Linked DNA regions of Mus musculus: regions 1, 3, 4, 5, 6 and 7 are each linked to region 2. Evidence: chromatin contacts called from public HiChIP or PLAC-seq and promoter capture Hi-C data. All regions are on one chromosome and are shown on one strand. Each heading gives the region's core, a stretch centred on a gene start, on an enhancer-like site or on the middle of the called end of the contact. The rest is flanking DNA. Distances are from core to core; before and after follow the strand shown. Region 1 has its middle 18 kb from the start of Golga7b. Region 2 holds the start of Got1 (glutamic-oxaloacetic transaminase 1, soluble). Region 3 holds the start of Pi4k2a (phosphatidylinositol 4-kinase type 2 alpha). Region 4 holds the start of Zfyve27 (zinc finger, FYVE domain containing 27). Region 5 overlaps Crtac1 (cartilage acidic protein 1). Region 6 holds the start of Kazald1 (Kazal-type serine peptidase inhibitor domain 1). Region 7 holds the start of Avpi1 (arginine vasopressin-induced 1).

Evidence for each region. Promoter capture Hi-C pulls out the DNA fragments that hold promoters and counts their contacts. HiChIP or PLAC-seq counts read pairs in DNA pulled down with a chosen protein or histone mark.
Region 1: a contact with region 2 is called in an H3K4me3 HiChIP or PLAC-seq map of forebrain, with 7 times the contacts expected there. The contact joins the enhancer-like site here to the promoter of Got1 in region 2. A contact is called at or near these places in 3 of 39 promoter capture datasets (the C10 cell line, hippocampal neurons and stem cell-derived epiblast-like cells), 2 of 115 datasets of contacts at active chromatin or transcription factors (embryonic stem cells and forebrain) and 1 of 9 other capture datasets (embryonic stem cells).
Region 3: a contact with region 2 is called in a promoter capture Hi-C map of liver, with 2.8 times the contacts expected there. The contact joins the promoter of Pi4k2a here to the promoter of Got1 in region 2. A contact is called at or near these places in 9 of 39 promoter capture datasets (the 3T3-L1 cell line, the C10 cell line, embryonic stem cells and 5 more), 5 of 115 datasets of contacts at active chromatin or transcription factors (astrocytes, embryonic stem cells, large pre-B cells and 2 more) and 2 of 9 other capture datasets (adipose tissue and liver).
Region 4: a contact with region 2 is called in a promoter capture Hi-C map of embryonic stem cells, with 5 times the contacts expected there. The contact joins the promoter of Zfyve27 here to the promoter of Got1 in region 2. A contact is called at or near these places in 4 of 39 promoter capture datasets (the C10 cell line, cranial neural crest, embryonic stem cells and 1 more), 3 of 115 datasets of contacts at active chromatin or transcription factors (bone marrow-derived macrophages, embryonic stem cells and large pre-B cells) and 4 of 9 other capture datasets (adipose tissue, embryonic stem cells, liver and 1 more).
Region 5: a promoter capture Hi-C map of hippocampal neurons shows a contact between it and region 2, with 5 times the contacts expected there. The contact joins the enhancer-like site here to the promoter of Got1 in region 2. A contact is called at or near these places in 2 of 39 promoter capture datasets (the C10 cell line and hippocampal neurons), 1 of 115 datasets of contacts at active chromatin or transcription factors (differentiating embryonic stem cells) and 1 of 9 other capture datasets (liver).
Region 6: a promoter capture Hi-C map of hippocampal neurons shows a contact between it and region 2, with 6 times the contacts expected there. The contact joins the promoter of Kazald1 here to the promoter of Got1 in region 2. A contact is called at or near these places in 2 of 39 promoter capture datasets (hippocampal neurons and pre-B cells) and 1 of 115 datasets of contacts at active chromatin or transcription factors (pancreatic cancer cells).
Region 7: a contact with region 2 is called in a promoter capture Hi-C map of liver, with 4 times the contacts expected there. The contact joins the promoter of Avpi1 here to the promoter of Got1 in region 2. A contact is called at or near these places in 8 of 39 promoter capture datasets (the 3T3-L1 cell line, the SN4741 cell line, embryonic stem cells and 3 more), 5 of 115 datasets of contacts at active chromatin or transcription factors (embryonic forebrain, embryonic stem cells, epiblast stem cells and 2 more) and 2 of 9 other capture datasets (adipose tissue and embryonic stem cells).

Annotation. Positions count from the first base shown.
Region 1 is chr19:42,236,050-42,239,831 of GRCm38.p6, reverse strand. No RefSeq gene overlaps it. Among named protein-coding and RNA genes, the nearest start is that of Golga7b, 18 kb to the left of the region's middle. Within about 2 kb of position 2,066, at least 57 of the 459 cell types and tissues checked have an H3K27ac peak or open chromatin away from gene starts, as enhancers often do. A contact at or near this core is called in forebrain and hippocampal neurons, where this site is marked.
Region 2 is chr19:43,522,402-43,525,949 of GRCm38.p6, reverse strand. It overlaps Got1 (glutamic-oxaloacetic transaminase 1, soluble), which reads left to right and starts at 1,345. Exons shown (of 9, transcript NM_010324.2): 1 at 1,345-1,612. The coding sequence starts at 1,495.
Region 3 is chr19:42,088,236-42,092,033 of GRCm38.p6, reverse strand. It overlaps Pi4k2a (phosphatidylinositol 4-kinase type 2 alpha), which reads right to left and starts at 1,599. Exons shown (of 9, transcript NM_145501.2): 1 at 1,098-1,599. The coding sequence starts at 1,532.
Region 4 is chr19:42,168,759-42,172,779 of GRCm38.p6, reverse strand. Zfyve27 (zinc finger, FYVE domain containing 27) reads right to left here and starts at 2,213. Exons shown (of 13, transcript NM_177319.3): 1 at 1,995-2,213; 2 at 1,037-1,234. The coding sequence starts at 1,233.
Region 5 is chr19:42,314,979-42,318,727 of GRCm38.p6, reverse strand. Crtac1 (cartilage acidic protein 1) reads left to right here. Exons shown (of 15, transcript NM_145123.5): 5 at 1-123. Among named protein-coding and RNA genes, the nearest start is that of Mir3085, 37 kb to the right of the region's middle. Within about 2 kb of position 1,582, at least 63 of the 459 cell types and tissues checked have an H3K27ac peak or open chromatin away from gene starts, as enhancers often do. A contact at or near this core is called in differentiating embryonic stem cells and hippocampal neurons, where this site is marked.
Region 6 is chr19:45,073,943-45,077,682 of GRCm38.p6, reverse strand. It overlaps Kazald1 (Kazal-type serine peptidase inhibitor domain 1), which reads right to left and starts at 1,596. Exons shown (of 5, transcript NM_178929.5): 1 at 1,447-1,596; 2 at 470-1,019. The coding sequence starts at 1,001. Gm35782 (a long non-coding RNA gene) reads left to right here and starts at 2,574. Exons shown (of 4, transcript XR_877888.1): 1 at 2,574-2,661.
Region 7 is chr19:42,127,432-42,131,287 of GRCm38.p6, reverse strand. It overlaps Avpi1 (arginine vasopressin-induced 1), which reads left to right and starts at 2,295. Exons shown (of 3, transcript NM_027106.4): 1 at 2,295-2,417.

The sequences.
Region 1 (3,782 bases), core at 817-3,316, 1.3 Mb after region 2:
CCCACACAACAGGAGTGCACGGCTGGGGCCAGAGCTTGATGCCTCCGTTCCCCCAGCAATTGATTCCACACTGGTCTTGGGTTCTGGTCCTGCAGACAGCGTCAGACTATTCTAGGTTTCTTCAAATGTCTCCCGTGCACTTTCAATCCACTTCATGCTGACTTCATGATCATTTGAGCACATCCATTGGGCAGATCCATTCTGAGCCTTGGGCACATAGATGCCACGCACTTCAGGAGAATGGCTCTCATGAGTCAGGTGTGGTGATATGTGCCTGTAGTCCTAGCACTCAGAAGACTGAGGCAGGAGGGTCATGAGCTGGAGGCCAGCCTGGGCCACACAGTGAATTCTAGATCATCCTGGGCTATATAAATGAGACCCAGTCTTGAGAAAGAACTAAAGAAGAATTGGAGGCTGGTGTCCTTAAGAGAAGAGTATGGCACTGAGGGACCCTGGTGTGTTTAGTGTCATTAGACCCAAGTCCAAGGCCTGCTTCTCTTCTCTGCTACGGCATAGGCAAGTGATTGAAGCCATATCTTCACATATACTCTGGCCCAGACTATCTTCACATATATGCTGGCCAAACTATAGCTTCCCCTGTGAGTTCTGAAAGAACTGCAGACAGTATACTCTCACTGTTGGCCCAGCATGCCGCCTGCTCACCTCTCATCCCACTCCAGGTGTGCTTCAGGGCTGTCCTGAAGGGGAACACCTGGCCACTGTGCTCTTGAGAAACCTCAGACATCTCCCTTGGGTACTGAATGATCTGCAAAGGCCCCAAACAATAGGTCAACCAACCAGCCAAGCCTTGTTAAAATATGTTTCCAGTACAGCTCAGGCACCCGGAGACTCAGTAAATACCCTGGAGTCTAATTTAGAAAGGAGACTCAGAACTGACAATCCGGACATGGCCTTGCTGCTCACCACACTCTGCCCTCGCCTCTTACCAGCGAGGTTCTGAGTCCTCAGTTCTAGGTCACCCAGAGAACTTAGCACATACTAGCTCAGTTTGCCTAGTTAGGAAACCCTGAGGCTCCCAATAGAAAGCTGTGGTGTTGACACCATGACCGAGAGGAACAGACCTGCTATGGCACCTCTTCCAGGGCTGTCAAAGTTCCCGCCAGCATCCCAAGCTGTCCCAGAGTAGAGAGGCACTCTGTAGAGGACAGCTAGCAAAGCCTGGGTGCTCAAAGCCAGGCTCTGGGTGGACAGCCCATGCCACCGTATCCCGCTGGGTTATTTATAAAGTGTTTTCAGATGAGTCAGGCACACACTGCCCAGTAAGTACCTCAGAGAATGTGCCAGGAGAAATGCTATAAATAGCGTGGATTTCTGGGCTCCCACCGACCCCTAGCAGCCTACTTCTTGTAGAAAGGTAGGTAGGAGGATGGGGCGTGCGTTGGCCAGCCATTGTCATGACCCCAATAGCAACCTGAGGCCAGCAGGAACATGAGTCCTGGCAGGTTAGTCTGTGGGGACAGATGGGAAGCCCCAGGCTGGGGGAGAAGAGCCTTAGCCAGGCATTTTATAGACACAGACCTCAGCCCATTTCCCCACCCAGACTGACAGATGTGCCCGAGAAGGCAGCCTGCACCCTGGTTCCCCACACTGCCAGTTCGCACCTCTATTCAGAGTATACAGCTCTCCACCTCCAGAGTGGAGCCCAGAGACCAGCTATTTATATCTCTCTAGAAAGGGAGCCAGGGCCCCCAGCATCCCTGCTTCCTCCCCCTCTTGGCAGTTGCTAATTACTTCCTCAGCTGGGTGCAGCCTGCTACCCCTGGCTGAAGCCACCAGGAACAAATGCACCTGTGTTCACACCAAACATCCCAGGGAGGCTAGGCTCCCATATCCAGGCAGAGTGTGACCACCCAAGGCCTGCCTCTGGGGTCAGGACTCTATACCTATAACACCATTCTGTGAGTCTCAGAGGAGGGTCTTTAGGACCCACCCTGTTCTTGGTAGCCTCCATGCAAGCTAGAGGGTTAGCCTGCCATTCAGCCAACCTGCTGTGTGCCTGGCCCTGGGCTCAGCTCTGTGGGAAGAGGCAGGGAGGGCAGAGAGATGAATAAGCCTGCCCAACCGCCCCCGAGGGATGCAAAGACATAAACAACTCATTATGCAGTGGAGGAAGACTGAAGCAAGTGCTAAATTAAGGGACAAGCTGGGCACAGAGCCTGCAGGCCCATGGTTCTAGACTGTTTTTTTATTTCTTATAATAAGTAATTCATGATCATTTTTACAAAGAATCTGTATATGCAGACAAAAGAAAACTTATAACGTATTCATATACTATACTCATTATCCCATACCCAAAGGCAGCTATATCCAGGACTGTCACACTTCATTAAATGGAATCCAGATGGGTCTCAGATCTGAGGGTGGGGACCCTCAGCCTGGCTGTGAGATGGTCTTTAGAACACAGAAATTCATAAGAAACGAATAGAAGGGTTTCAATTTGGATAGTGTGACATAGTTATATGAAAATATTCAAATTGACATTGATGCCCAGAAAATGTATGGAAAGGCACACAGTAGGTCAGGGATTTAGCTCACTGGTAGAGCACCAGCCTAGCACAAGAGGCACTACACTGAATCCCTAGTACTGCAATCATAGTCACAGTAAATAATAAATTTTTAAGTCTATTTTTGTTCTGATTTTTTTTTTTTTGAGATGGGGTCTACCTACAAAGTCCTTACTGTCCAGGAAGTCGCAGAGATCCAGCTGCCTCAGCTTTCCAAGTGCTGGGATTAAAGGTATATACCACTACATCACCCAAGTATACTAGAAAATTGTGAAATGTACTCATTAAAGGGCAAATGAGTCAGTCTGGGAGAAAGAAGAGGGAGGAAATAAAGATACTTTTTTCCCATAGAAATTTCTTAATTTGAATTGTTACTATGTATATTAAATATGTTATATATATATATATATATATATATATATATATATATATATATATAAACAAGTTTTATATGTATATATATTAAAATGTCTCCCCTTTACAGTGCTGGAAGTCTAATCCGGGACCTGTGATGCTGGGCAAGCCTCTACCACAGAGTTACAGCCTTGTTACAATTACCCTGGTTATGAAACAAGGTTTCACTATATGGGGGGAGGGCTGATGTCAAAACCACAATTCTACTGCACCCCCCCCCCCCTGAGTGCTGAGATTACAGGCACGGGCTGCCACATCCAGCTAAATTACTTTTAAAACAATTTTGTAAGTTTTTACTAATTTTCAAGTTTTTCTACAGTAGATCATCTTTTCACTCAGAAGAATAGAGTCTTAAAAATAAAGAGAGCAGGCCAATGAGAGAGGGGGGTTTGAGGGTAAAAAATGCTTATCGTTCAAGTCTAATGACCTGAGTTCCCCTCTGGAATCCATGGGAAGAGAGAACTGCCTCTGGAAAGTTGTCCTCGGATCTGCCCACCTGTGCCATGGCACACACTTGCCGGCACTCACGCACACTTCAGGGACACACATACCCATGCTACTGATACATTGAGATTAAATAACAAGAGATAATTATTCTTTGGAACAGTGTGACAGAATTAGTATATGACCCAACAATTGCACTGCTTAGTTTATGCTCAAAAGAACTGCAAACAAGATCCTCAGTTAGGCAGTTGTTCACACATATTCAGTAACAGAGCCAATAACCAAGAGGTAGAAAAAGATGTCCATCAAGGGCCAATGAAACTGTGGCATATCCATAAAATGGGTTATTACTTGACCGGAGAAAGGAATGAAATAATAGCACATGCTAAAACATGGATG
Region 2 (3,548 bases), core at 96-2,595:
CTTAGCAAGTAGTGCTCAAAGTTCGATGGCTTTTGTTTATCCTCTGAACCGAAAACTCGTGAAGATTTATCATGTTACCCAAAGGAAGCCATGATGCTGTTTTCTCGCAAAATACCAAGGAATTGGCGCCTTCCAGCATTGGGTGAATATGTAGTGGAAGAAACGGAGGGAGGTTTGCCAGATCCCAGGCAAAGCATCATGCCATCTAGGAGGGGGTGTGGACCCTGCGCCATAACAAAGCTAGTATTTAGAGAGCACTTACTGTATGCAACTAAACACTTTATGTGTCTTAACTCACCTAATCCCCACAACAACCTGGAGGAAAACACTATTATCTCCATCTTACAGAGCAGGAACAGGCCTGCCCAAGTAGGTCAGAGTCAGCCGGCATCTAAACCTAACTTGCCTGGCTCCAGAGTTAGGTTCCTACTCATCAGGAGGCTTTCTAAACTTGTAACGTCGACAACAAAACGCCCAAGTACAGGAAAGAGAGATGTCTAACCAAACAGCGTGTTAAGAGGTTTTATGGATGGCTGACAGATGTGAAATCTTCAAGGTCAACAGGTGGAGAAAGGATCTGGACAGAAATAGACTCTCAGGGGAAGGAGCAGCCTGACCTGACAGAAAGAAGCAGCAGTTTGGGTGTGTGCCAATCGATGATGACAGCACGCGTGGGAGGAATGCTGCAGAGAGAGGCTTCGCTAGATCCTTCAAGGTCCTTTAGGGCTAGGCTTTCCCGGCCCCGGTTATCTACCGGGGCTGGGGGTTGGTGTTAAAATTCTCAAGCTAGTATGTGCTCATCCCTTACTTTCTGCAGGGTCTCCCCTGCCAGCGATCAAGGAAGACAACACATCCAGGTTTCTTTCTGGGGAAGCACTGAGTGGAGACAGTCAAGGTCACCCACGATTGGGTACAGTGTGTCCAAGCGGACCACTAGAGTCCTGTGCCAGACACTTGGCTGTCAGCCGGGCCTGGCCAACGCAGGAACGTGCGCACCGCCGGAGCCTGGCGGCGACAGTCACCTGCTCAGCGGGTACAGAAAGACCTGTTCTCTGCTTTCCCCACGGGCGGGCCACCGCCCCAGGTCTCCAGGCCCCAGAAGGTCAGGAGGTTGTCCTCTGGGGACTCCCGCCACCCGCACCATCCTCATCACCCCAAGGAATAAAAGCCTCAGCGATTGGAACACGCTACGCCAATCATCCTAGCCTCTGCCCACACCTCCTCCGGTGTACATTGCATTGGTTGCATCATACAAGCCTCCGATAAGATCCTCTTCTCGAATTGGCTAGTAGAGGCTTGCCCCGCCTAACCCTTCTTAGTCGGAAGGTTGTGATTGGTTAAGCGCGTTGCCAAGCTCCGGACGCGGCTCGACCATTGGAAGCCGCGGGCTGCCCCGCCCGCCGGCGAAGGTGAGAGTCTCCTCCAGTCACCGGACCCCGCACCGCACAGAGCTGCTCCCGGCTCGTTCTCGAGGTCTCGGCACATTCTGTCGCGATGGCGCCTCCATCAGTCTTTGCCCAGGTTCCGCAAGCTCCTCCGGTTCTGGTCTTTAAGCTCACTGCGGACTTCCGGGATGATCCAGATCCCCGCAAGGTTAACCTCGGCGTGGGAGGTAAGGATGCAGTGCCTTGGAATGCGAGCAGCCTGGGGGGAGGTGGGCGTAGGAGGAGCTGAGATTTAGTTTGTGTCTCCCTGAGAGGAGCCCGAGGAGAGAAGGTTGGGACCACGAGGACATCACCAACCTACCCATTTTGCAGATGGCGATACAGAGTCCTTGGAAAGAGGGGGTGTTCAAGGTCACGCAGAACAGGTGTAACATCTGGGACACAAATGTTGTTTTTGTTTCTCCACCCAGTGTTCTTTATAGTACTTGTTCTAAAGCAACGATGGGGATGGTAAGGAGAGAGAAGTATGGTAGCTTTAGCGTCTCGTGGTCAACTGGAACTGGGAATGAAAGAGCTGTTAGCCTAATGGAGCTGTAGTCCGGGTTGAGCGAGTAGCAGACGCCACTTAGGAAGCCTGTTAACCCACATGGGGAAGATGTAGGTTTGGTTTATTCTCAGAGTGGAGCAGATGAGGCGAAGCCCATGCATCTCAGGCCACACACATCTGGGTCTTCATTTCTTGATCATTTGCCTTGAACCAAGTTAGCCTTCTGCCAAGGTCGTTTGTGTTGTAGTTTCTAAAGCCCTTTAACTCGAGCCTCCGGCGACTTCGTCATCACTGTTTGGATGTTTGAAGCTCTACAGAGCTTGGTGTGCATTTGGCCACGTGCAGAGGCCAGCCGAGGAGAGAAGAGTGAGCAGACTGATGCTCTCAGCAGGGAACCAACCGGAACTGAAAGCGCTAGAAGGTTAGAAAGAAGAAATGGAGTTGTTTTGAAGCAGAGGGTGACGTTAAGGGGATTCAGAATCTAGGTTCTTAGAGAGGATGTGCAAATATAGCCCTAGTGTCTCTGTCTCTCTGTCTCTGTCTCTCTCTCGCTCGCTGGCTCTCTTTCATCTAGGTTCTTAGAGAGGATGTGCAAATATAGCCCTAGTGTCTCTGTCTCTCTGTCTCTGTCTCTCTCTCTCTCGCTCGCTCGCTCGCTCGCTCTCTTTCATCTAGGTTCTTAGAGAGGATGTGCAAATATAGCCCTAGTGTCTCTGTCTCTCTGTCTCTGTCTCTCTCTCTCTCTCTCGCTCTCTTTCATCTAGGTTCTTAGAGAGGATGTGCAAATATAGCCCTAGTGTCTCTGTCTCTCTGTCTCTCTGTCTCTCTCTCTCTCTCTCTCTCGCTCGCTCGCTCTCTTTCATCTAGGTTCTTAGAGAGGATGTGCAAATATAGCCCTAGTGTCTCTGTCTCTCTGTCTCTCTGTCTCTGTCTCTCTCTCTCTCGCTCGCTCGCTCGCTCGCTCTCTTTCATCTAGGTTCTTAGAGAGGATGTGCAAATATAGCCCTAGTGTCTCTGTCTCTCTGTCTCTGTCTCTCTCTCTCTCTTTCTCTCTCTCTCTCTCGCTCTCTTTCATCTAGGTTCTTAGAGAGGATGTGCAAAATAGCCCTAGTCTGTCTGTCTGTCTGTCTGTCTGTCTCTCTCTCTCTCTCTCACACACACACACAGACACAGACACAGACACACTTCATCAAGGAATAGGAGTGGCTAAGAGAAAATCCTAAAATGCTGTTTTATTGATGGTGTCTGGACATAAATGATACCTAGCATTTTCCCAATTTCTATGTATGTTTGAAAGTTTTCAAAATAAAAAGCATAAAAAGGTCAGCATTCGCTGCTTTGCCAATGGAGAGGAGCTTGATGGTTTTAGCAGCCCTCAGAACAGGAGAAATACTGAAAGATTGTCTTGACTAGAAATCACAGTGGTCACCATATAAAGTCTTTATTTAAATCCAGCCCAGAATCTTCAAGTGCTTATTTACAGCCTAATAAAGATAGAAGAGCTAGCAAGGTCGATTGCTTGACCCATCTCGCAGGGCCTTTGTGGTGACTTGATGCAATCACTGCCTTGCATGGGGTCTGGTGTATAAGTAGGAGTTATATAAGTGTGAGCTATT
Region 3 (3,798 bases), core at 350-2,849, 1.4 Mb after region 2:
CATGCCTTTAATCTCAGCACTGGGAAGGTACAGGCAGGCTGATCAAGGCCAGCCAGGTCTACAGAGTGAATTCCAGAGACAACTAGGGCTACAGAGAGAAACGGTGTGTGTGTGGGGGGGGGGGGGGCGATATATGGAGAGGGAAGGGAGGGAATTTTGATACAACTTTAACACCCATAATTTTAATACATATAAAAATAGTAAATTTTTAAAATGAACCATTTGGCACATCTGACAACATCAACAAGAAAGAGCTGACATATCTTGACCTACTAATCCTCTAATAGCTCTGGTCTGATCTGTGTCCAAAGTTTTAAATTCTTATGAAGTCTCAAATGGATAAAGGTCACTTCTTCGCTGCCTCAGTCACCTCATGCCCCACATTATCCTGCTTCCACACCCCCCCAGTACAAAAGCAGGCGACAGAATTAAGGTCAGCAAAACTGCCCTAGCTAAGTAAACTGCTAATATAGAACTGAAGGAAAAATTAAAGGGCAGGAGACAGTTTCGTGTTTTTAAAGCTCCACACTCTGACACTGAGGAACCATAAGCAACGATATGAACCTTTTCCCAGAAGTGAGCAATAATCAGGACAGATGACACTGACGAATCCACCCACGCTGTCACCAATGACTGCTAATAAGAAACCTGGGATCCCTACAAAGACAGCCCCACAACACAAGAGGGAATTAAATCCTCTGAGTCCGTGATGGGTCGACACACAGCTTTGGGCCAAACTAAAATAAATAAATAAAAGGTGAAAGAGAATAGGTCTAAAACCCTGAATCTGGAGGCAATGACTAGCTACTTGTCCCAGTAGTTTGAAGCTAAGGGACCGACTGGAAAGCAGCTTGGGTCAGGACTTTTCTGCCCCGTATCTGGTCAATTTCCTCTTTTCTCTTTTCGCTCACGCCTTCCCCTGCAAAAAGGTTCTGATTGATTTCTTCATCCCGCGAGGTTTCTCCACTTCCAGTCCCCAGAAGCATCCCCAATCTCGCCGGGGGCTGGCGCTGAAGTTTCTTTTCTGCACCCTTTCGATTCCCCCTTTCCCCGGTCCCAGGGCGCCGCCCCCGCTGCGCCCGCACCCCCGCGCTCACCCCCTGAGAGTCCTTGACGAAGTAGCTTCCACTGGAGCCCTGGTAGATGCGCTCGGGATAGATGCTGCACTCGATGGCAACCTCGGCCTGCCGCACCACCACCTCGAACTCGGGGTCCTCCGGGAAGTCGTTCCGCTCGCGGTGGGTCTGAACGGCGTGCGCCGCCACGGCCGCTTGGGCGGCCAGGGCCTGGGCCTGCACCGCCACCGTGTGGGTCTGGCCCTGCGCCGCCGCGCCCCGGGCCCGGTCCAGCAGGGGCTGCCGCTCCCGGTCGTGGCCGGGCGAGCACGGCGGTGACGGGCCGGAGCCGGCCGCCGCCGCCACGCGGACCGCGCCCCCCGGTACTTGCGGAAAGTGAGCTCCGGAGCCCGACGGGAAGGTGTACTCCGGGGGTTGGGCCCGCTCGGGGGACACTAGCGGGCTCGTCTCGTCCATCCCTCAGGCCGCCGGCTCGGGGACCCGGCGCGCTCCACACCAGCGAGCTCGCGGCCGTGACCAATCCGCGGCACTCCCCCACCTCCCGCTTGGCCAACCAGGGAGCCGCGCCTCCGTAGCTCCGCCCCTAGCCTGTCCTGTTTACTTGGCGACGCGTAGGCACGGCCCCTCGCGCTTGTGTAGTGGCCAATCAGAACCTGCGCCTACGCAATCGCGGCCTCCTTAGCTTTCGCGTCACCTTCTGTGGAGACCGCGCATGCTCGAGACAAACCCGGGTTAGGTACGCCCTCTGCCCTTAGCCCGCCCCAGCTTCCAATTGGCAGACAGATCTTCGGAAGCTTTTCCGATAGCTGCTTCCTTGCTAACTTATTGACTGGCTACGCTGAGCTGACTGTGAAACTGCAAAATGTCATTTTTGTGTCACTAAGCACCAGCTATGGACAAAGAATTGAAACGACAACAATGACATAGGTCACTTGTGCTATCGCAATAAGTTAAAAAAAAAAAATCCTAGTACCTCAGCCGGGCGGATGCCTTTAAACCTTTAAACCTTGCACTTGGAAGTCAGAGGCAGGTAGATCTGTTTCTTTGAGTTTGCGGCCATAGTGAGTTCCAGGACGGCCAAGATTACACAGAGAAACCCTGTCTCGAAAAACCAAAAGTAAATAATAAATGTCAGTCTTCATGCAGTTTACATAGTATGCTTTGCTCATATACTATGTAAATCTGATCATTGAGGAAAGCTTTGGTCCCTTGAGAATAAATTAGTCCGTGACTTTATTCACCTGAATGTCTAGACACAGTTGGTCCTCGTTTTCATTAATAAAAGGAAGAAGCTTTGTCCTCACTCTGTATAAGCACCACCGGAGACAGATATAAAGCTAACAATATTAGCTGAAAGTTCGCAATAGTTCATAGACTTGAGAACGTGAGAAAAGGCCGTATACAGGGTCTGTACCAAGAGCCAGCTGCTAAAGGAAGTAGCTGAATTGCAAGGGGAGAAGGGAAGAAAAGGCATACCATGCACAGGGAGCATTGCCAAAGTGAAGGAGGAAGAAGGCTAAAGCCTATTTAGGACACCCTGCTTGGCTGAGGAAAAGCAGAGCTAAACACTAAAGGCCTAGTGAGCCAGCAGAGGGCACGTGACATCCGGAAGCTTCAGAGGGCAGAGCTTGCAGGAGTGCAATGTAGAGCGCATCCACTCTAAACCTAGAGACAGAACAGAGGCTGCAGGCATGGAGGAACAGCTAAGGCACTTGCTGCTCTTACACCGGAACCGGAACCGGAACCGGAACCGGAACCAGTTCCCAGCACTCATATCAGGTGGGCCACAAAAACCTCTAAGCCTTGCTCTAGGGAATCTGACACCCTCCTTTAAGCCTTTTCAGGTACCTTCACACGGACAGGCACAGAAGAGAGAGTGACAGAGAGAGAGAGAGAGAGAGAGAGAGAAGAGAGAGAGAGAGAGAGAGAGAGAGAGAGAGAGAAACAGACAGATTCAGAAGAATAGAGAAAATGATAATAATAATAATAATAATAATAATAATAATAATAATAATAATAATAATAAGGAGGGACTGGAGCGATGACTCAGTAGGTAAGAGCATAGCACCCACATGACAGTTGTCTATGTAACTCAAGCTCCAGTGAATTTGACACCCTCGCACAGGCACAGAGTGCAGGCAAAACACCAATGCATATAAAATAAATAATAAAATAAATAATTTCAATACAATTATAGTGTAAAATGTAATACATAAAAACATGGGCTTGGAAATCAGAGATGTTTGAAGTTAAGCTCTGTTCTATAAATTATTAGCTTTTTTTAAGAAGTTGATTTTTAAATTTTCTAAAGTTCCCCATCTATAAAATGACAGTAATCACCCTTACCTATAATCAGGACACAAAAAGCCTTCCACAGACATCCCCTTTCATAACTGCTGAGATTATGATTAATGGGATTTTTGTTTTTCATCTCAGAACCACCAGCAAGCAGAAGTTTTCACAGAAGATGACCAATCACATAATCACCTTAATGTTTTCCGTTTATTTCATTTTTGAATGATCGCATGTACACGTGTGTCTCGTGTGTGTGCATGTGTGGTAGTCAGAGGACAGTAACTGGTTCTCACTTCTATGTGAGTCCCAGGGATTAAACTCAGGTTGTCAAGCTTGGTGACAAGTGCCAACCTGGTGACCCATCTCACCAGCCCCCATCAGCCTACTTTCTTGAGTCAAATTATTATTCCGACTCGAGAGAAGTACT
Region 4 (4,021 bases), core at 964-3,463, 1.4 Mb after region 2:
CTCCAGATAGTGGCAGACAGACCTCTATGAGTTCCAGGCCAGTCAGGAATATAATAAGACCATGGCTCAAAAAACAAAAACAAAAACATTTTTTAAAGCAAGTTGGTCCCAGTACTTGTAAGTCTGCAACAGAATGCTTGGAAGTCTGAGAGCAGCCTGCACTATGAGTTTCAGACTAGCCTGTGATATATACAATGAAACACTATCTCAACAACAAAAAGAAAGGAAAGGAAGCTGGAAGAAAATTACTGAGGATTAAAAAAATGAAGCAAAAATAGAAAAAAATTGAAAACCATAATCCCAAGTAACAGTGAAAATGGCATCTCGTTTTTTCAAAGGTATTTGTAGTTGAGTTTGTTTAAAATTATAACTTGATGGTAAGATAGCTTAGCCAGCTGGGCAGTGGTGGCGCACGCCTTTAATTCCAGCGCTTGGGAGGCAGAGGCAGGAGGATTTCTAAGTTTGAGGCCAGCCTGGTCTACAGAGTGAGTTCCAGGACAGCCAGGGTCACACAGAGAAACCCTGTCTCGAAAACAAAAACAACAACAACAACAAAATAGCTTAGCCAGTAAAGTGCTTGCTGCCAAGCCTGTGTCTGTCCCTAGAATCCACCCTGGAAGGAGAGCTAACTCCCAAAAGCTGCCCTCTGACCTGCACACAACGCCACATGCATACAAAAGAATAAAAATCAAGATTTTAATATTAATTACATTAATATTCAGAGAGAAAAGGGAAAAAAAATCCCTACATCTGCTCTAAGCTATACTAGGCCAGTGTCTTTCCAGCAGTCCCTAAGAGGAGCTTATCCAACTACAGTCCTGATGAAGACCAAGTGGTTCTCAGTTCCCACCTTCCCTGCATAGCGCTGGAACACAAGTAGACCTGAATACACCTAAAGGTCACACAAGTCTCCCCAGAACTAGTCATCGCTAGAGCAGAAAGGATAGCCCAACTACTGCCTAGCTGGCCAGAACTGCTAAAGACCAGGGAGACAGGAGAGCCCAGAGGAAGAACAAAGGAACCCTAAAGTCTGTACCTTAGCAAGTATCGAACACCGTCCCCTGCATCCTTCAGGGGTTCCAGGTAGATCTCCAGCCTCTTGTAGGACAGGACCAGGTTGAAGAGATCAAACGCTGCTGACTTGGTAGGGGCAGGTGGACACTCAGAGAGAACCTCAGGCATCCCGCTGGGGCTCGCCTCCGGCCCACTCAGGTCCCGATCCGAAGTCTGCATTCTGTAATCGTAAATCCCTACACTCACGATGCACTTCCAGACTACAACACATTTCCCCCTTGCATTACAGTTCGTGTGGTTCCTAAGGTTAACTGTGAGAGGTGAACGCGAATACCCATCTCACACTGCAAGAAATTTTATTCCTACTGAAGTAGGAAGTAGCAGGGTGAAGGGGATGTCTTCGCTATAAAGCCTATCACTCTTCATGAGCCCCTCCAACGCTCCTTTCCCTCACAGACCTTTCAAGAGCATATAAACCATTAATAACCAGGTTGTTGAAAGAAGGCAGTAGGTAATGCCAAGAGAAAAGATGTCCTGTGACATCTTTCTCCTATCTTTAGCTCCTCCTTCAGGTGTCAGGGTAAGGGGGACCATCTTGTCCTGGGAAGTCTTTATGAACGCGCCAGTGTACACTGGGAGACCCTTACCAGGGCTCCCAGAGGTTCATGAATTTCTCCTAACAACACTCTTATCACGCTCTTAACCCTGGCTCCCATTCATCACTTGGAAAGGGGTCGACTGGACCCCAAACTCTCGACAGGACGAGCTAGGGAGAAAGGGAACCCAAGCAAGCGCGAGACAGGCTTAGCAGGTCAGTGCCGACAGAGGCCCAGACCACCAGCCTGTCTGAGGCCGCGCAGGGCAGGACACGCCTAAGGTCGCTGTGCCTGCAGGTGGCGACCCACACGCGGTGGGAGGGCCGGAGGGCCAGGCTCCGTAAATAAATACAGTGAGGCTGGGGCGTCACGGTCGTCACCTACCCGGACGCTGTCCCAGGAAAGGAAGAGACAGGAACGGCCAGGGGGACAGAAGGGCCACCAAGCCCCGGAGCGGTCCCTCAGGCCAGGCCCGCCCCACCCCACGCCACGCCACGCCACCTCCCACCGACGCTCCGAAGTCGCAGGTCCACCCGGGAACCGTCTGCCCCTCCACCGCCGTCGCTTCCGGGACGCGACTCACTCTGCGGTGGCGCGCCCGTGACGTCACCGCGCCCGTCCCGCCTTGGGTCCGGCCTCCGGGCTTAGCTCCTCCCACCCAAGCGCAGGTGAGCAAGCGCGTTGATACTGCGCCTGCGCACTCTTCCCTCCTTGGCTAATTTCTGGTTAACTCTGTTCCTGCCACCCAAGAGATGACTCGTTTAATGCCCGGGAGTCCTAGGACCTGGGAGCCAGCCTAGCTCCGGAACATTACAGCAAGGACAGTTAGAGAGTCTAGCGTGGTGACACACTTGTAACCACAGCCTTTTGGTTTCTGAGGCTGGAGTATTGCAAGTTCAAGGCCAGTCTTGGCTATGGGAGCTTCTGGCTCAAAAAAAAAAAAAAAAAAAAAAAAAAAAGTGGGGCGTGTGGGGGCAGGGATGGAGAAGGATAAAAAAAAAGAAAGAAAATGTGGATAGAAGCTCTGAGAACCTAGGGAAGACAGAAAACACATCTTGTATGTCAGGTGCCTATGGGTAGTGCCATTTTAACGGTGAGAGAGCCCCTGGCTTGCTGCAGGAAGACACAGCAGCACAGAAACCAGCTGTCTGCTATAGTGCTTGCCGTGAGAACGCAGAGACAAACTGTACACGACACTGAAGTTTCTCTAGTAGTATCAGTAATTTCGAGGGTTACAACATTAGCAGAGACGGAACGGTGGTCCGTAGCTGCTGTGTTCAAGGTCCTGTGCAGGCCGTTCCTAGCTCTATCCTCTTCACATCTTGTGACCCAGCTGTTGTCCCTTAAAACACACCTCCCATGGGTTTCCATTTAACCAGCAGGCAGGCAGTACACTAAGCTTTTTGTGCACATTATCTTATCTGTTCCTCCTTCAATAACCCTATCGGGGTTATCACCATTTCACAGATGAGGAGTTGTAGTCATGGTAAGTAACTTCTTTAATGTCACAGCACATAAACTGCTCGGAGCTGGGATTTGAGCCAAATACATCACTGGATGCCAGCAACCCCAGCCATACCACCACCCACACGAGGCTGCATCCACTGGCTTCATCTGTCCTGCTGTTCTCTCTCAGGTGCCTCAGTCTCAGCCAGCTGAACCCTCTTTGTTACCTGCAAGGGCCCTGGACTCTTGCCAAGTCCTCAGATTGCTTGTCACACCTGCCTGCCCCGATTCTTGCTTCCATCCAAACCCAAGCAAGCCATCATAGCAGGAGTCAGCTGTGAGCAGCCTTCCCTAGCTGTTCAGCCGACAATAACCCCTCCTCTGAGCTACCCCAAAGCTTCACTGACATCTCGTCCAGCATCTCTTTTTCAGAGAGACAGGCACGCCTGCTCTCCTCAGCCAGGACTCAGCTGCACTGGGAATCTGGGCTCTCCTCACTTCCTTCAGGCTGGTCACTGTCCCACAGGCTCTGAAATCTTTACTCTCAGTAATACCCCTTCGCCTGGAGACAAGATGCACAAGAAATTTCTTTACCTCCACTTTTGTTTCCTCCTCTGACTTGCCCGCTCTTCTGCTCATTCCTCACCTATTCAGCCCTCGCCAACTGTAATCCCGTCTTCCTGGGTCACCTCTGCCTTTCTGGCTGCCACACCCAGCGAACATTTCCAGTCTTCCTTGCAGGAGCTCTCAGCAACACTGGACACTTCGCTGTTCTTCCTTTCCCCACCTGAGCGTCCAGGAGACCACCTCTCTTGGCCTCCTACCCTCAAGGTCTCCTTAGGGTTTTTCTTCCCTTGAATGTCATCTATCTGCCACCTTCCTTGCTTCTAACCCTCCCTGGGGATTGCATTCACGTTCACATTCACCATCAGCCGTTAGCTAATGTCATCAGAAGCTAGAGCACT
Region 5 (3,749 bases), core at 333-2,832, 1.2 Mb after region 2:
ATGCCTATGGTGATGTGGGGCCTGATGCCCTCATCGAAATGGACCCTGAGGCCAGTGACCTGTCCCGGGGGATCCTGGCACTCAGGGACGTGGCGGCTGAGGCTGGGGTCAGCAAGTACACAGGTAAGCAGAGTTATTAGTAGAGGGGCTGGGGCTGGGGGTCCAGGGCCCTGCAGAGAGCTGTGTCTAAGTCATCAGCAACCAGGAGGACAGAGAAGGTTTATAATCCCTGAGCAGGGAGGAAGGCATTTTCCCTTCCCACCATGTATGCTGCCTCTCCAAAGGGGAGGTGAGATCCCTGGCAGGTGTGAGCTTGGCGGGGTGGGGATACCGTACAGCAGGCATGAAGTGAAAGGGAAAGAACACCATGTATCCTGTCCCAGGAACCCCGTGCCCCCTCCCCTGCTGTAACCCCAGTGATGAGTGAGCAGATTGCATTGGTGAAATCTGACAGATCACAGGAGCTGAGATTTAAAGCTTTCTTTATTGCCCAACAGCAGATGAAATTATTTACTTACACATAAGCGGCCAGGAATTGAGCGCTAAGTCCCTAAGCTCCGGCTGGGTCCCGTCTCGGATAACTGAGCTCAAAGAATTGTGTTCTTGTTCCAAACCCTCTCCCGCACTTTTTATGGAAGGTGCGCTCCCCCCTCAACTTTCTGGATGGGGGACCTATTGTCAGAGAGAGCCTCTGACAGGAGCTCTTTCTAGGGAAGGCTGTTTTTCTAATTCCAGCAGGGCTGCTGACTAAACTCTGATAATCTGCCAATAGGCTGTTGATGGCAGAGCCATCCAGTTCCTGTTGTGAGTGCCAAAAATCAGGAAGCCAGGCCTGTGCATAACAACTTGGTCTCGTTCACACCCGCCTTGCAGTTGGGATGTAGAAATCCTCCCGTTAGCTAGCCTTCCCCGTACATCTGCTCCAAGTTATACCACGGACACGACCACAGCGTCGGCCAGCCTACACTCAAGGCTTGTGGAGCTGGAAAGTGGCAGGGGAGATGAAGTGGGCCCCTCCCTTCCTCCAGACACTGGGCTGGTAGTAGCAAATCTCCAAGTTGCATGCTGGAAAGGTTGCAGGAGTGAGCGGTGCCCTTACCCAGCCGACTTGCCACCTCCATGAGAGACAGAGATTGATGCTGGCCTATCTGACAAAGTTTTTGGGGACAAATGACTAGACAATAAAATAGTTTGCATGGCTCAAGCCCCATCAATGTGCCTGAGAGCCCTGGGCATAAACGTGCGGCGGAGAGGCTGAGTGTCAGTCATAAACCATGTTTCCCTGGGAAGAAGAATAAACATGAGGCGCTTCAGCCCAGATTGGTACAGTCAATTTTTCTGAGTAAGCTCCCAGTTCTGTGTACTGGGCTGGCTTGGCAATTAAGTGCCTTGATCTTGCAGGAGAGGGAGGGGTATGGGCTGGGGGATGAAACACTTGAAAATGATGAGATGGAAGGGAGGCAAGGACGGGGAGAGTGCATTACACGCAGAATGGAAGAATTCAGGAGGCTGGAGCATGAAGGGGGCATTGTTCACGCTGGCTGGGCTGGCACAGAACCCAGGAGGGATAGGAGGGGCGCAAGCAAAGACAGCTGAGGAGCAGAGATGCGATGGGAGCCCCAGCCAACTGTGCTGGCCGTGCTGGAAGGATAGGGCAACCCAAGGCGGGGGCAGCAGCTTCTGTGGAGGGATGGAGGAGGCCGGGGCAGCTGGCATACCCAGAGGACACATAAGAGCAGTTCTGCAGACTTCCAGAAGCTATTTGGCTGGCAAGAACCAATTTGGCCTACCAAGTTACTGTTCTGTCTGCCTGCCTTCCCCAGCCCCCCAACATTATCCTGCAACCCCCACTTGTCACTCGGTTAATGACACATGGACATCTGGCTGGGAAATGACCCCAGAGTGCTCCCTTGAGCCCTAGGAATGAACCCCAAATGTAAGGGCCACTATGCTGAGCCCAGCCCAATGGCCAAGACTCTGGGCAGGTGGCCAGCGCTCATTGCCAGAATAGTGCAAGGAAGGGGTCTGGGAAGCCAGGAGGGACAAGCAAGGCCTAAGCAGGCTGGGAGGGAGAAGCAAGCAGTGGCCAGATGTGCTTCAGGGAACTGAGGCTTCTGCAGCCAAGCCACAGAGCTCCCATTTTTTTTTTGAGGGCAGCCACCAGGACTGGGTGGGAGGACCTCCCATTTGCCAAGGGATCAGACTAGGTCCAAAGAGCAGAAAGGACTTGTACAAGGTCACTTAGGAGACTTGGAGAAAGCCAGCACTTGGGGCCTTATGTCCTGATGCTTAAACCAGCCATAACCAGCTGACCTTTCTGATGACCTCCAACTAGAGCAAGCTGCTCCCAGCTGGTAAAGGGAAGGCCCCTTACCCTCTGGGTATGAATTGGCAGACAGGCCCTGAACTGTGTATGCAGGTTGTCAGGCCAAAGCAGCTGTCTGGCCTGGGGTGCTCAGGACAGCAGGCTGCAGTGGTGGGGGGCTGGAGAGCAATGGCACGCAAACCACACACAAGTTGTTAGTTGTGCAGGAGGGGGGAAGGGAGATCTCTCCAGACACTATTGATTCTGGCATCCACTACCACTCTGCTGGGTCACAGTGCCATCTAGTGGCTGAAATGCCTGCTCTCAGGGGACTGAGCCCCTGGAGGGTGTCTGAACCTGAGCTGCTAGTACCCACAGTGGCAGTAGAGAGCCTGCTGTCCCTTGCTGTGGCTCCCTAACCACTCCAAGGTCTCTTCAACTATCAGAGACCACTTGGAGCCAGGAAAGGCTGGGAGCTGAGATGTGTGGGAACCCTGAGAAGTGGTGTCCGTCCCACAGAGGGTTTGGCATAGGAGAGAGCAGCAGTCCTGTGGTATCTCACCAGGCACCTTGACCCAGCCAACTAGCAGAGTGGCTAAAGGGAGCAGGCTTACGCCGGCCTGGACAGCCATAGAAGACAATGACCTCTCCCCACACAAATTCTACCTTCACAGTGTTTTGGAGAAGGAAATAACATGGGGATGCCTAGTCCATAGCCTGGGCCTATGGCTCTGACACAGTGGCACCAGGCTTCTCTGCTGGGCATCTCCTGGGGCCTTGAGCTAGCTCAAGGATGGAGCTGAGAGAGCCAGCCCATCTGTCATGGAGGCATGAAGTCTGTGTCTTCCCGTCTAGGCACTATGCAGGCGGGCATCTTTATCCCCTCCCCAAATGGAGTGCAGCTTTCTGTCACCGTCATCCTTCTTCCCTCTGCACATGGCCTCCTTCTCCCAGGCCCTACCCTTTTCCCAGGACCTCTGCACTCAGGCCACACCCCCTTTGAGGGAGCATCTGCCCAGGCTGCAAGGTGGTGATTAAAGAAGCCTTTAAGGAAATTTGGAAAGAAAATGGAGGTGGATTTATGATGTTGGGTGGAGAGTTCTGCTGTTGGCTGGGAGCAGTGTGGAACAAAGCGGAGGGCAGATCTGATTTATAGGAAGTCATTATTGGAGGAGACGGAGAGGCCCAAAGCCCAGCTGAGCCCTTCTGGCAGATCCCCATCAGCAGCAATGACTGGTGTCTGCCGGGTGGGGGCTGAGGAGCCTCTCAGGTTTCCAGGTGGGTGTCAGCCATCTAGATAGCTGTAGCTCAGCCAGCACTAGCAGCCAGGACCAGACAAGGCTAGAGAGACAGGTACCTCAGCCAGGTCCAGAAACCCCAGGAGGGTCCCCAGAGGGGTTCCCAAAGTCCAGGATACACAGGAGCCATTTCCAGGGAGTGTCGG
Region 6 (3,740 bases), core at 347-2,846, 1.6 Mb before region 2:
CTGAGGAAGTGTGGGTGGCCAAACGAAAACCACAAGCTTGAACATCCCCAACCCCAACCCAAAGGATGAGGGACAAGAGAGGCAAGAAGCTATCTTCCCTTCTCTAATTCCTAAATGCGTGAGAAAACTGATAGGCGGGAGCCAGGGTTAACAGGATGCATCTCACAGGGCTCCAGCAGTCTACGCAAAGTTTTGGGTGAAGGGGGGTCCTTTCAGTTCAGACCCAGCTATTGGCTATGTGCCTGTTCCTTCGGAGGCCAGTCCCTGCAAGGACCTGCCTGGATAGAGCTCTTAGGCACCTCAAACCTGGCAACAAATCTCAACCTGCTTTTTAGTTGGCAGCCTTTGAGGCTCATGGTCTCCCTCAACTATTCATTCTGCTGACCACAGAGCAACGCTGTCGGGGATCCGGGAGTAGTGCCTTTGGGGAGCCAGGGTTCCTGGTACTAAAAGCCCTGGACTTGCGTACCCGATTCGCAGGGCCCCGGATGCACCACAGTGAGGTTAGCGTCCAGCCGAGCGCGGGCGGCCTCCTGCAGGCGACAGATCTGCGCGTAGGTTCGGCCGTCCGAACCACAGAGCGGGCGCTGCGAGCGGCAGACACACAGCGGCTCCGGCACCTCTCCTCGACTCAGGTCACCGCCCGCGTCCAGCCTGCACTCGAGCTGCTCGCCGCAGCGCCCGTAGAAGTTAGCGCTGGGGTCCAGATCGCAGAGCTGGCCCTCCAGGTTTGCGCATTCCCAGCAGCAGCCGCACGCATCCCGCACCCGGCCTGCTAGGCATCCCCGCGGCGCAGCGCACTCTTCTGGCCGGCAGGGAGCACAACCCTCGCCCTCGGCTAGCAGCCGCAGCCAGCCTCGCCGCAGGTAATCGGGGCCTGTGGACGGCCTCGCGCTAACGGGTAGCTGGGTCCACACCACCAGCAATAATGGTAGTAGCAAGGACAGCGCCAAGGTAGGTGCAGCATAGTTAGCTGGAAGCCCTGTGAACACTCGGGGCATCGGCGCGTAGGTGGCACCCTGCCAGGAGAGGGAAGCCAGGTCTGGAGGTCAGAGATAAAGTCAAGGCTGTATAAAAGCTTGATTCTATCCTCTGCTACCCTGTAGCCAACTAGAAGCCCTAACAAAGAAGCCTGGTGATTCCCAGGGGTTTATGCCAGTTGGTAATTGATTAAGCTGGTCTTGGGGACTAGGGAATAAAGAGAGAGTGTATCGGGGAATGATCACTAACACCCATGCAGGGATGCACACACCCATACACAGACATACGCGTATACACACACACACATGCATACATATATGCACGCGCGCGCGCACACACACACCAGCATCACCTCCAGAAACCACCCAACTCTGATGCATCTTTGCCCCAGAGATAGATAAAACTACACTTGATGTAAAAACTTCAGGTTGGGGTGATGGTGCTGGGGACATACCAGCGACTCACCTAGTGCCTTGGACTAGGCCCTTAACAGCTGGGATTTCCAACCTAAAAAAAAAAAAAAAAAAAAAACGGTAGGGAACGAAGAGTCGCATGCACGGCCAGCCAGACCCGCAGGCCACCCCTGCTTCTGTCAGGGGATCGCTGGCAGCCCACAGACTTAAGATTCAAAGAGAAACTCCTCCGCCTCTTCTCCCCGCCCCCAGATGTCGAATACCCGCCTTCTTCCCTGGCCCCGAGGCCGATAATTTTATCCAGTCTCACAAGGACCCTCCTGGGCCTTTCACTTCGACCCTAGCCCAAAGTCACAATGAGTGTACAGAGCCGCGTAACCAGACGCCGCCACTGGGAAAGCAAAGGCTATGAGAAGAGAATAGGGGTGGAATGGCCGAGGAGCTCAAACTGTTGGCTGAGCCTCAGGTCCTGTCTCATCTGATTTAGGTCTGGAGAGCGGCAAACAGCTACAATATAGAAAGAAGGAAAGGCTAAGAAATTTTACTCAATGTAAAATTGACTTCAACACTATGGGCGTTTCTGGAGGCCAGGCTCGGGGCCAGCTTCCTCTGGGCACGGTTTGCAGCTGTGTTCACCCAGTCTCTCCACTGGGGCGCAGACTAGACTATAAGCTTTTCCAGCTGCCATCCACATCTGGCTACCTCCCTCCCAATATAGGGCAGGTGCTTGAACCCGCGGAGGAGCCTGGTGATTAGAGGTCGGAACTGACTAGCGGCCGCAGCAAGGCCGGCGGGTGACTCCCCATAGGGCGTCTCTGGGCTCCGGATTACAGGTTGCAAAATTCGAGCATGTCGGGGCCAAAAGTGTTCAGTCTGGAGACCTCCGCCAACGCCACGGTGGCACTTTTGGGTTAGGGGCAGGAAGCAAAGCATCCCCGGAGGCCCGCCCACCACCCCGAGAATGGCAGGCCCCGCCCCCGCCGGCCCCCAAACAGCTTCCAAAAACCGCAATCCAAGCTCCTAGGAGGAGGAGGAGCAGAAGGAAACCGGGCTTTTAGGCAAGGGAAGGGTGGGGCTTATATAGGCCCCGCCCAGAAGGCGTCAGAGGTTCTGACTGCGCGTGCGTCCGCGGCCTGCGGCGGCTCCGCTCTACCCTGCGAGGAAGAAGCACTGCAGTCACCGCGCAGTTCTGACTTTGGCCGAGCCCTCCTCAAAGGAGCGTTCAGTCAGCAGAGACGCTGCCTCTGATCAGAGGGGTTCCGACAAGGTAGAAGAGAGCTGTACACAGGCAATCCCAAACTCCGAGGAGACGGGAAGCGAATTTCACGCGAGGTTTCGGGATTGTCGCGAGAATCCCAACGGCAAGCTAGAAAAGGAAAAGCCCGCGGCTTTTAAGCCAGGAAAGAACGAGGGCAGGCAGATTCCGATGGTGGTGCTAGGCAATCCCTTGGTTGGAGGACGCGTTAACTGTTGGCCTGGGAGCAGAAGTGAAGCGAGAATTGCAGGATGTTTTGGAAAAGGCGCGAGGAGGGCTTGCCTGGTGGAGGAATGGAGACACTCTAGGGGAGGTCCCTAGCTGTAACTGGGGGCGGTGATCGTTGCCCGATGTAGAGTGGGAGCTGTCCAGGTCTAAATGAGGAACTGTGAGCTTTCAGCCCTAGGAGCCACTATCAAAATCCCCAGCGTCAGGGTCCTAGACACGCTTTCCATCTTAATCGTTGCCGGCGTTTACTGTTAGTCTTCGCGCCTCTAGTAGGAATCACTGTGTCTTCTGTCTCTGTACTCCCCACCCCCACCCCCACCCCCCGCCCGAGACCGACTGCTAAGGAAGTTCTTGGGAAGCATTTGTGCTTTAAAAGTGAAAGACTCCCTGGTTCTGAAAGATGCAGTCACTAATGAGAGGCTAGGGATTAACTCGACGGAGAACGAGCGCCCTCTGGTGGGTTTGCAGCAGCTGCGACTCGTGACAATGCATACTGTCTATACTTTGAAAACGTTCTTACAGTAGTCTTGCGTTGCTGATGATTAAACCCGGGACTTTTAGAGTTAAGCCAGAACTGTTGTCACCGAGCAGTATCTCTGACCCAATAATAATATTTTAGAAAGGAGTTTGTTCGCATAGGGCAGTTTGAAAGCCTAGCTACTCCTGTCTCCAGGTGCTTCTTGTCCGGCACTTTATCAGGTGAAGTTCTAAAACACGTTAAGCAGCAACCGTGGGCACCAGAAAAAGAGTTACTTAAACGTTTAAAACGTTGACTCGGTTTGACAAGCTTCCTTTTTTTTAATTTTTTTACTTATATGAGTACACTGCAGCTGTTCTCACACACTAGAAGAAAGCATCAGATC
Region 7 (3,856 bases), core at 1,046-3,545, 1.4 Mb after region 2:
AGAAACACTGAATCATAAAGCTGTGGGGAAGGAAACAGCCCCATTGTGTGGCGAGCACCAGCAGGAGCCTGCAAAACTGTCTCCACCCAGCCTTAGTCACATCTGACCCAGAGGTCCCAAGTCCCAATTCCAGCATGGGGTATCCATCTGAGCAGGTGGCATCAGAACCCCCAGGTCCTTAAATATGGATATGCTGAGAGTCTGAGAAGCACAGCCTTCCGGTTTAAGAGCCTGCGGTCTCTCCTCAGCCTGGCACTTCCAAGCAGCACTTAGAAGGAACAAACATTGCTAATTTCTCTTGCGAGATCTTGCACTTGGATATCTTTTGTCTATCATTCTCTCTTCATTTCCCCAGGACTTAAAAAAAAAGTAAACAAACCCTTTGAGACATATTCTTTTGTCGTGTGGTGCTGTGCAGAGGGACAAGGAGGAACTAGTCACCAGGATGAGGAAGAATAAAAAATTCCCCTTTACCCTGCAAAAAGAATCCCACGAAGCTGATGGAACATTTTGAAGTTTCTCTTTACGTGTATTTTTTGCTTGAGTATATATGCACCGGGTGTGTGCTTGGTACCCTCAGAGACAGAGAGGGGCATCAGATCCTCTGAAGCTGGAGTTACAGAAGCTTGTGAGCTGCCCTGTGGGTGCTGGTTAAGTGCTCCTTAACCACTGAGCCTTCCCTCCAGCCCCCTTCATCTCCTCCCTACCTGGGAGTTTTATAGAAGAGAAACTAAACTTAGAAGGTCAGCTTTGACGTGAGGGAAGTCAGGAAAACTTTCTGCTTGCACCTGCTGCCCAGACAGGCATCCCTCCGGACATTTCTGGACAGGAGCACAAGCCCCGGATGAAGGAAATCAACATCCCTCCAGGTTGACAGCTGGACCTGGTGGTACAGCTCTATTATGCCAGCACTCAAGAGGCTGAGCCAGGAGGATGGAAATTCCAGGCCAGTCTGAACTACAAAGTAAAACCCATCTCAGTGAAACAGAAAGGCAGCCGGACAGATAGACAGACAAGAAGTGGCACACAGTAGCTCAGGGACGGAGCATTTTCTCAGCATGCTCACAGCAGTGAAGAACTAAAAAAGAGCCTCACAGATCCCCTGCAGTCATTTGTCCTTTCCAACCCGGCTTCCTTGGAACTGGTGAGACCTTCTGAAAATGCAAATTTAGTGCCACGCCACGGTTGTTGTTGTTGGTGGTGGGGAATAAATTAACCCTTGTAAAGGGCTGACCACATTATAGTCACTCTGTAAAGACTTGTAAAGACCGCAGAATGCCTATTCATAAGTACAAATCACTCTATTTCCTTGCTTATAGAGCCTCAGAGGGGCAAATGCAAACGTCACTGCCTACCTACATCCTCCCACCATGGCTACCTTGCTATTTATAGCGGATCTCCAGGCCTTATTTTATCCCTCTGGAGAAAAGCCGTCCTGGCTCCAGCGTGCTTTCTTCCCTCTCTTCCTTTATTCTGCCCAGGCCCATTCTTCCTCGTTCTAAAAACGTTAGCTCCTTTCTTTACTGGTTATGCTCCTTCTTGTGGCTTCCAGGACCTCTCAAAGATGCTTCCTTCCTCTTTACCTTCTTTCAACTTCATGTGATCATGATTGTAGTCACATACCAAGTGGTGGTTCAGTGTTAGCCTCTGTCGCTAGGCTGTTAACTACCTCAAGGTAAGGGTTGCAGTTCTCTTACAGCCCGTCAAGGAAACTGAACTGGAAAGGGTCTCAGTGAAAGATGTCCAAAGAGCTGTTAAGTTCTCCTTAGGTAACCAAACTGGCACAGTCGCTACAAGATTTGTAAATCATTCTGAATGCAGGCCCAGGAGGCCCGGGAGGTGAAGGGAGTTTTAGGAACTGTAGGTTATGAGGATCTTAACAGTGAAACCCTACGCCACGTGCGTTGGACTCGACCCAGAGAAAAGGGGCACTTGTCACGTGTACCCTGCAGGGCCCGCGGTCTCCAGCCGCACCCCGTGTCAGGAATGCGACCCCGCCCCGCCTGCGTGCCCGCAAAGCAGAGCCCGCCCCTGGGACTGACGTCAATCAAGGGGGCGCCTCCAGGCGTGGGGAGGGCAGGTGAGCTGGGAGGATGGGGAGGACCCGGAGGACACGCCCCTCGCCGATACTCCCTAGATGATTGGACTCAAGGAATCTCCGCACTGGGTTTGGAGGCGGGCACGGGAAAAGGGAGGGATAAGGCACGCCCCTCCCCCCTGCAGCAGCTGATTGGTCCGCGAAGGCTCCGCGTTCGATTTGGCGAAGTTGGCTCGGCTTCTCGCTCTAAGGCTGTGACCGAGGATTGGCTGTTGAAGGGGCTCGGAGCACTTTCTCTGAGGAACTGTGGCCGTGATCCAGGTGGCCCGGCCAGGCTCCCGGCTGCGTTCCGCCTGCCTCGGGCAGCTAAGGCAACCAGGTAGGTAGGCCACGGTCCGGCTCAGCTGTGCGTGGGAGCGCGCGGGCCGACGGTCGCAGCTGGGAATCCGCTGGGTCTCACATCCTAGATCCACTTAGGGGCTTCTCTCTGTCAGTCGCCACCTTTGAGCCCTGGGGCTCACTGTGGTGGGGATGTCGTCCTGTAACTTCGGCCAAGATATCCTCTCTCAATCTCTTAGCCAGCCAGTCACCTCCGCTTGGCCTTTGTGATCACTTTCAGGGCAGGAGCCCAGAGCTGCGCTCGCCCTTTTCCCAAAGCCCGAGAGAGGTTACAGTAGGCGTCTTGGCCGCCGGATCCCGATTGGGGTCTCCTGGAACTGGCAATAGGTTGACCCGACACCGATCTAACTTCCCAGAGGGCTCTACTCTAGCTCCGCTTGCTCTAAGTCCAGCGAAGAGGCTGGCGTGGGAATCCTGTCTGCGAATCAGTGGCGACCTCCAAAACCCCCAGACGAAGATGGCACGGTCTTAGAGGTTTCAGAACCTTCTGCCCCCACGTTTCTTTTGACCACCTTCTCAGCCACCTGGAAAGAATGAAAGTAACACTGGTAAGGCGCCCAGGTCTGACCACCTGGTTAATAGCCTAAGATCACCTACCAGCCTTGTGGAGTTGAGCAAGTCACCACTTCAAGAGGTCAGCTTTTTCATCTGGAAAATGTGTTTAACAATAGTGCCCGCTAACAGGGGATTAGGATGCCACCTGACAGGAGGACCAAAAGGTCCTCAAAAGTGCTCTTCTTGCTTGACGCAGCAAGCTTCCTTCTATGTAGCCATGGTTTTAAAAGTGCACAGATGAGCCTGTCTTTGAAGCCCTCTGAGTAGTTTGTACGTCAGTGCTAAATTAACCACGGCCATGGTTCTATATAGTCTTGTTAATAGCTTTCTCTTCGCATCATTTTTCATTCAACCAATGTACAATGTTGAGTGTCCACAGTAGGCCAGGTACTAGGATGGTCATTCATATTTCATCTCTGTACCCAGTGAGGATTTTCCCTCTCACTATTTTGATTGATGAACAAAGCAAAGGAAAAGTGACTTGTCCAAGGTCACTCAGTGGTCAGCGTCACTGCCACCTTAGGGGTTTTGAATTCTTTCAAAAGGATCTTTTCCTTGCTCTGTTAGTTCATTTTTCAAGTCATGCCTGAAAATGGGTCTGGAGTAGGGGCCCAGTTTCTTTCTTCACTTCCAAGGCAGAGAAGCGTCGAGTTAAGAGCTCTATAGTATGTCCTTCCTTTAATGCCCAATTCAAAAGATGTTGAACTTTGCCATCCTCAGTATTTACTCTGGGGGTTCATTCTGACGCTCTAGGGTCCATTTGTAGTGTTTTGCGACAAGTCCTTACTTGCTTGGTCTGTGCACGGATCCGAGCTTATCTTCTATGTCGGCTCTAGAAGGAAAGCTCTGTCTGTAATCTTAACG